Regions from separate parts of the Sus scrofa genome. Here region 2 is linked to region 1. A link is a contact called in public promoter capture Hi-C data. All regions are on one chromosome and are shown on one strand. Each heading gives the region's core, a stretch centred on a gene start, on an enhancer-like site or on the middle of the called end of the contact. The rest is flanking DNA. Distances are from core to core; before and after follow the strand shown.

What was found. Promoter capture Hi-C pulls out the DNA fragments that hold promoters and counts their contacts.
Region 2: a contact with region 1 is called in a promoter capture Hi-C map of liver, with 3 times the contacts expected there. The contact joins the promoter of MAN1A2 here to the promoter of FAM46C in region 1. A contact is called at or near these places in 1 of 5 promoter capture datasets (liver), 1 of 47 Hi-C or Micro-C datasets (fibroblasts) and 1 of 2 datasets of contacts at active chromatin or transcription factors (alveolar macrophages).

What each region holds. Positions count from the first base shown.
Region 1 is chr4:103,152,741-103,155,401 of Sscrofa11.1, reverse strand. It overlaps FAM46C (family with sequence similarity 46 member C), which reads left to right and starts at 1,328. Exons shown (of 2, transcript NM_001315609.1): 1 at 1,328-1,438.
Region 2 is chr4:103,375,833-103,378,493 of Sscrofa11.1, reverse strand. It overlaps MAN1A2 (mannosyl-oligosaccharide 1,2-alpha-mannosidase IB), which reads left to right and starts at 1,362. Exons shown (of 13, transcript XM_001927622.7): 1 at 1,362-2,661. LOC110260487 reads right to left here and starts at 2,403. Exons shown (of 3, transcript XM_021090828.1): 1 at 1,941-2,403; 2 at 1,137-1,758. The coding sequence starts at 2,403.

The DNA of each region.
Region 1 (2,661 bases), core at 79-2,578:
ACACTTTACACCAGGCACTGCGCTAATAACTTTCCATTTTCTTATTTGATACTTATATAACGCTACAAAGCTGTTCCGATTTTAGTCCCTCCGTACAGGTGAGGAAATGGAGATTTATGGAGGGTTGGTTAAGTTACTTGCCCAAGGCCTTACAGATAGTTAGGTAGTGAATAGAGATCCCAATCCAGGTTAATCTGAATTTAGAACCTGGACTCGAAACCACTTGCTACGGAGTGACGGGACAGCGTCCAAACCCCGCCTGCATGTTATGTAACAGACACGACTGAGCCCTGTGACATTCCGAGTACGAGTAAGAGTACGGCTGAAGCTGCCGCAGTTTGCAGGCTTGGCGATGGATTCCTCCAGGCCCTTAGTCCCACTAACTGCACACAGGTGGTAACCGCTCCAGAGAACCAACTGTGCTGGCCCTTTCCCCAATGACCTCCAGCCAATTTGCTTGGGGGATCAGGAAGGCTCGTCTGGCTCAGAAAACAAGTGTTCTCCCCGACTTCAAAACTCGAGTCCGGGGAGTTCCCGTCGTGGCGCAGTGGTTAACGCATCCGACTAGGAACCATGAGGTTGCGGGTTTGGTCCCTGCCCTTGCTCAGTGGGTTAACGATCCGGCGTTGCCGTGAGCTGTGGTGTAGGTTGCAGACGCGGCTCGGATCCTGCATTGCTGTGGCTCTGGCATAGGCGGGTGGCTACAGCTCCGATTAGACCCCTAGCCTGGGAACCTCCATATGCCGCAGGAGCGGCCCTAGAAATGGCAAAAAAAAAAAAAGAAAAAAGAAAAACTCGAGTCCGGGGTAGGCGTGGGGGCTTCACTCCCCACTACCGGAGAGGGAACTAAAGCTAAAATTCCCAGAGAAGTAAAAAAAACAGACCCGCGAGGGAGCGGAATAGAGCTGGAAAAAAACTTGGGCGCGGGGCAGTTGGGTGATAAGTTATGCGCTACCACCAGCAAAAGAGAAGGTAGTGGAAAGTCGAAAGGGAGTCTGAGTAACTCCGAAGTTAAGGGGGGGGTTGTCAACGCAGCCCCTCTCTATTGAGCCTGCGCAATGCTATCTCCTTTGGCACCCCGGCCCCTTCCCGCCGCCGAAGATTTACTCGTCTCTCGGCAACCATTCACCCGAGGAGCCAATCAGAGGGCACCTTTCGCCCTGCCCTCGTCGTCAGCGCCCCGGCGGAAGGATTTGGTGGGTGCCGGCTCCGCCCCGCCCCGCCCCTCGCTCCCCCGGGAGGGCAGGCTAAGGGGCGGGGGTGGGGGCGGTGGCGGCGGACGGGGGCGTGGTCAGGCCATATAAAAACGGAGGGGGCGGCGGCAGGACTGCTCACTCGGTACCGCTGCTTGGGGGCTGTAGTGACCGCGCCGCTCCTGCTGGGGGGCTGCCCACGCCAAGGACCTGCCTCTGTGGTCTCCTCCGCCGCCGCCGCCCAGGTGAGTCCACCAACCCCCTCCTTTAAAGGTGCGAGGATGCGCGGTCCCAGAATGCCGCGCGCCCTGCTCTCGGGGGGTCCGCTCCAGCCGAGAGGAGCCTAAGTCTTCGCCTAGCCCGGAGGGGACGCCGCGGCCCCGAGGTGAGGTGCGGACAGGTGCCGGGCCCCTGTGCCCCCTTCCCCCTCAGCTCCAGCGACGACACCCCCGTTATCCTGTCGCCCCCGAGGGCCAGGCGAGACGCTCCGAGAGGGAGCTACAACTTTCGAGAGACTTCGACCGGGCCTGGCAAACTTCGGCGAGTTCCTGCTCCGCGCGTCCCGCGGGCTCCGTGCTGGCCCGAGCCTGCCGAGCAGCTGAAGTGTATGTGACGGGGCCTTCAGCTCCTTCCCCGGGTCCGACGGCGGCCGCACCACTCCTCCCTTGCTTGCGGTCTCTCGGGCTCGTCCGGGCGCTCCGCGGGTGCGCACACCTTGGCCGGCCGGCCGAGCGCAAATTCGAATGCGGCGGCTCTGGAAGGTGCAGTTGGAGACAGCAGCGGTCGGGGGCTGTATCAGTCCGGGAAGGGGAGGACAGGGGTGGGACCCTCCCCCTGCTGGGTGCCAGCGCCAGGGTTTGAGGGAGAGGGCGGAGATCTCTAACTTCTCCTGCACTCGCACTAGACTGGGGACGCCGAGAGCAGCAAAGTGATCCAAGCGAGTGACGCGTGGGCTTTGCTTCTCTCGGGAAGACGGCGTCTGCGACCTGGTTCCTCCCCTTTTAGGAATGAAACTTGCTTAGCCTGTACGCGGAAAGCCACGGCCGTCCGTTGACTGGGCTAGCGGAGCCGCGGGCGGCTTAGGGGCACGGCTGTCCAGAGAGGTGTCACAGTTCAGATCGCGAAGGTGGGAGGGAGCCAGAGGAGGGTGACGAACCTGACGAGTGCAGGGTAGCAGCCTGTGCACCTAAACGCGGAACGCCTGCCCGAGAGAAACAAATCGGCGCTACCTCGAAGGAAGAGACGACTTCCGGGGAAGTGCCTGGCGAGTTTCTCTGGAGAACTCCGGTTCATCCAGGAGCACTAGAACCGATTGTTAGGGCAGGACCCTGTGGGGAGGATCTGTTCGGTCTCCTTGCAACCCCCCCCCCTTTTTTTTTGTCCAGAGGGAGGCTTCTGCAGGGCTGCCTAAATCGTTGTCTCAAATAGGAACCTGCTGCTTTTTTAACGTTTGTTGATTGCTTCTGGA
Region 2 (2,661 bases), core at 113-2,612, 220 kb before region 1:
CAATATTTATTTCCCCGATCTTTCCAAGGAAATTAATGACCCCAATAGTTGAAAACCAAAGTTTCTTTTCCTTTGGCTTACCGAAGCCCTGGCTTTAGAAACTTATTCATAAAATTGGCACACTTTATAAGGACACATTGGGAAAGCAGGAAATTTCTTAAATCTACTCTTTACAAGTGTCCAACACAAACCCCACTTTGGATTGGGCTGTCAGGCTGACTGGGTGAGAGGTGGCCCTTGGCATTTTTGTCTTTTATTAGGCGAATTAAATGACAATGACTTCCTTTGTCATATAGTAGGTAGTTAGACATGCAGTGCTTCTGGCAATAGTGCAGACTGAAATGTACTTTGAATTGTTCCAATGAACATGAAGTTTTTTTGTCTGATTTGTAACTAAGGCTGACCTTTGGACCCTGCCACTTAAGGGACTCCTCTCCAATTCCCAATCAGCACTAAGGATGTGCAGAGGCAATGACAGCTTGTCTTAATATCGGAATAAAACACACTCAAAGGAAACTGGAAGTGAGAATACTTATGTATTACAAAGAAATTTTTTGGACTTAATCACATGGTTCTCCTCAATACTATGGATAACAGAATCAACTCAGATTGCTTTTAAGCCTATATTTAAACAACGCTGTTGTCTTTTGGGGTTTTAGCACTTCCTGGATCATACTTCTCTCTTTACAGGAAGGGTGGTGGAGCGGGGTGTGAAGGACTTGATGGGAGACTATCTTCCAAAAACTGAACCCCAAGTAGGCTGTTGTGCTATAGAGTCGCATGGGCAACTATCAGACTTCTCAGCCAGGAAACCTAATCTTAGAGTCGCCATTTTATTTCTAACACAGAGCCTGGCACACAATTGGTGCTCAATAGAGAAGGCTCGGGCCTCGGGTGCCCAACGAGGTGCACGTGGGCTGCAAGGAAGAAGCTGGAGACCTAGTCGTTGAGCCCCAGGGACCAATGGTCCATCACTGAAGACAAGATTTTCACGGGGCCAGAGTAAATGTGAACCTTGGCCAGCAGAACCCTTCAGTCCCAGTAACTCTGGATGGCGACCCGCGCCCTCCCCCATTCCCCAAGCCGGGTCAAGGCCACGAACGGGGGACGGCAAAGCTGGGCACGGGTGAAGTTACCAGTGAGGCAGACCGGCGACTTTCTCGCCTCGCGCGCCCAGAAGGCGGCTGCAGGACGCTTCCAGGGGGCGCGCGGTCGGCTGGTGTCTGGGCGGCAGGCGCTGGAGCCCGCAGCGGCGCGAGACCGGAGCGCGGGCCGGGCGGGGCGGGGGAGGGGCGGTGGCGGCGGGGCCGGGAGCGTGCGCGCGCACCTCACACTCCGCCGCCCGGGGACGCCCACTCGCGAGTCCGGGCCGGAGGCCGGCCCGCGCCCCCCTACCAGCCTCCGCCTCCGCCGCCTCCCTCTCGGCGTGAGCCCAACGGGTGTCGGTCCCCGGCTGCTCCGCGCCCTCCCGGCCTAGGGTGCCAGGGGACGAGGACCGGGCCGCGTACCCGTACCGCGTGGACGCGCCGCTTCTCCCGCCGCCGCCGCCGCCGCCGCCGGAGCGAGGACCTGCGATCGATCGGAGGCAGCGCGGCCGAGGCCCCCACGGCGGCCAGCGGCCCGGGAAGAAGGAGACGGAGCTGACCTCTGCCCGCCCGAGACGCGGCTGCTCCCGCGCGCCCGGGGTCGCCGCCGCTCCCGGGCTGAGCGAGGAATGAGCAGGCGCCTGCCCCGGGCTCTCGGACCGAGGGGCTGCGGCTCAGCTTTCCTCCACGCCCCGGGGCCCCGGGGGCTCGGTCTCCGCGGCCGGGCGCGGTGGGGTCAGCGGCGGCCTCACTCGGGGAGCCGGCACCAGGGTTAACTTAACCCGCCGCCGAGAGGAGGAGGAGGAGGAGGAGCCGGGCGGGGGCGGCCGCGGCGCCTCCCCTCCCCCTGCACACGCCGGGGCCTCTTAGTGGCCGCCGAGGAGGAAGTTCCGCTCCTGACAGACCCGAGTGGTGGCAACAGCGGCCGAGGCGGCCGCTGCTGGGAGGGCTCAGGTATTTTGGACGCGGATGCCCTTCGAGCCAGCCGTCGAGTGGGCAGCGTCGGAGCTCTTGCCGGTTCCCTGAGTCCGGGGCCGGTGTCAGGAGGCGCGGGCGTCCGAGCTCTCCTTCCTGCTTTTCGCCCTGCGCGGCTGCTTCGGCTTCCTGGCGAGGCGGGAGACCCTCCTCCGGGTTGGCTGACTTCCGAGGAGCCTCTTATTTTCCGACCACCGAGGTTAAGGGATTCTGCCATCGAAGCCCCGGAGGAGCTCGAGTGAACCTCTCCAACTCCTCGGATCACGTCGGGCTCCGTTTTGGGGCGGGAGACCACAGTGGAGCATCTCCCGGAGGTGCAGGAATGGAAGAACCTACCTTGCATCCTCTCTGCGGTGTTGCTTGCCTGATCTACCCTTAGGAATGAAGAGGAGACTTGGGATCACCCGGTGAGGTACTGAAAGCCAGATGGCAAAGGAGATTTCATAGGACATAAACTAGTGATCGTTCGGGGGCCACACGCATTTCTGAATGTAATTGGACGAGCGTGAAAGAGGTGCCCTATTCATAAGCACAGGAGTCCTTTAGAAGGAGAAAAATTGAGTCTCCCTTGTTTTGCCAAGATCCTGAAGACTGTTCGATG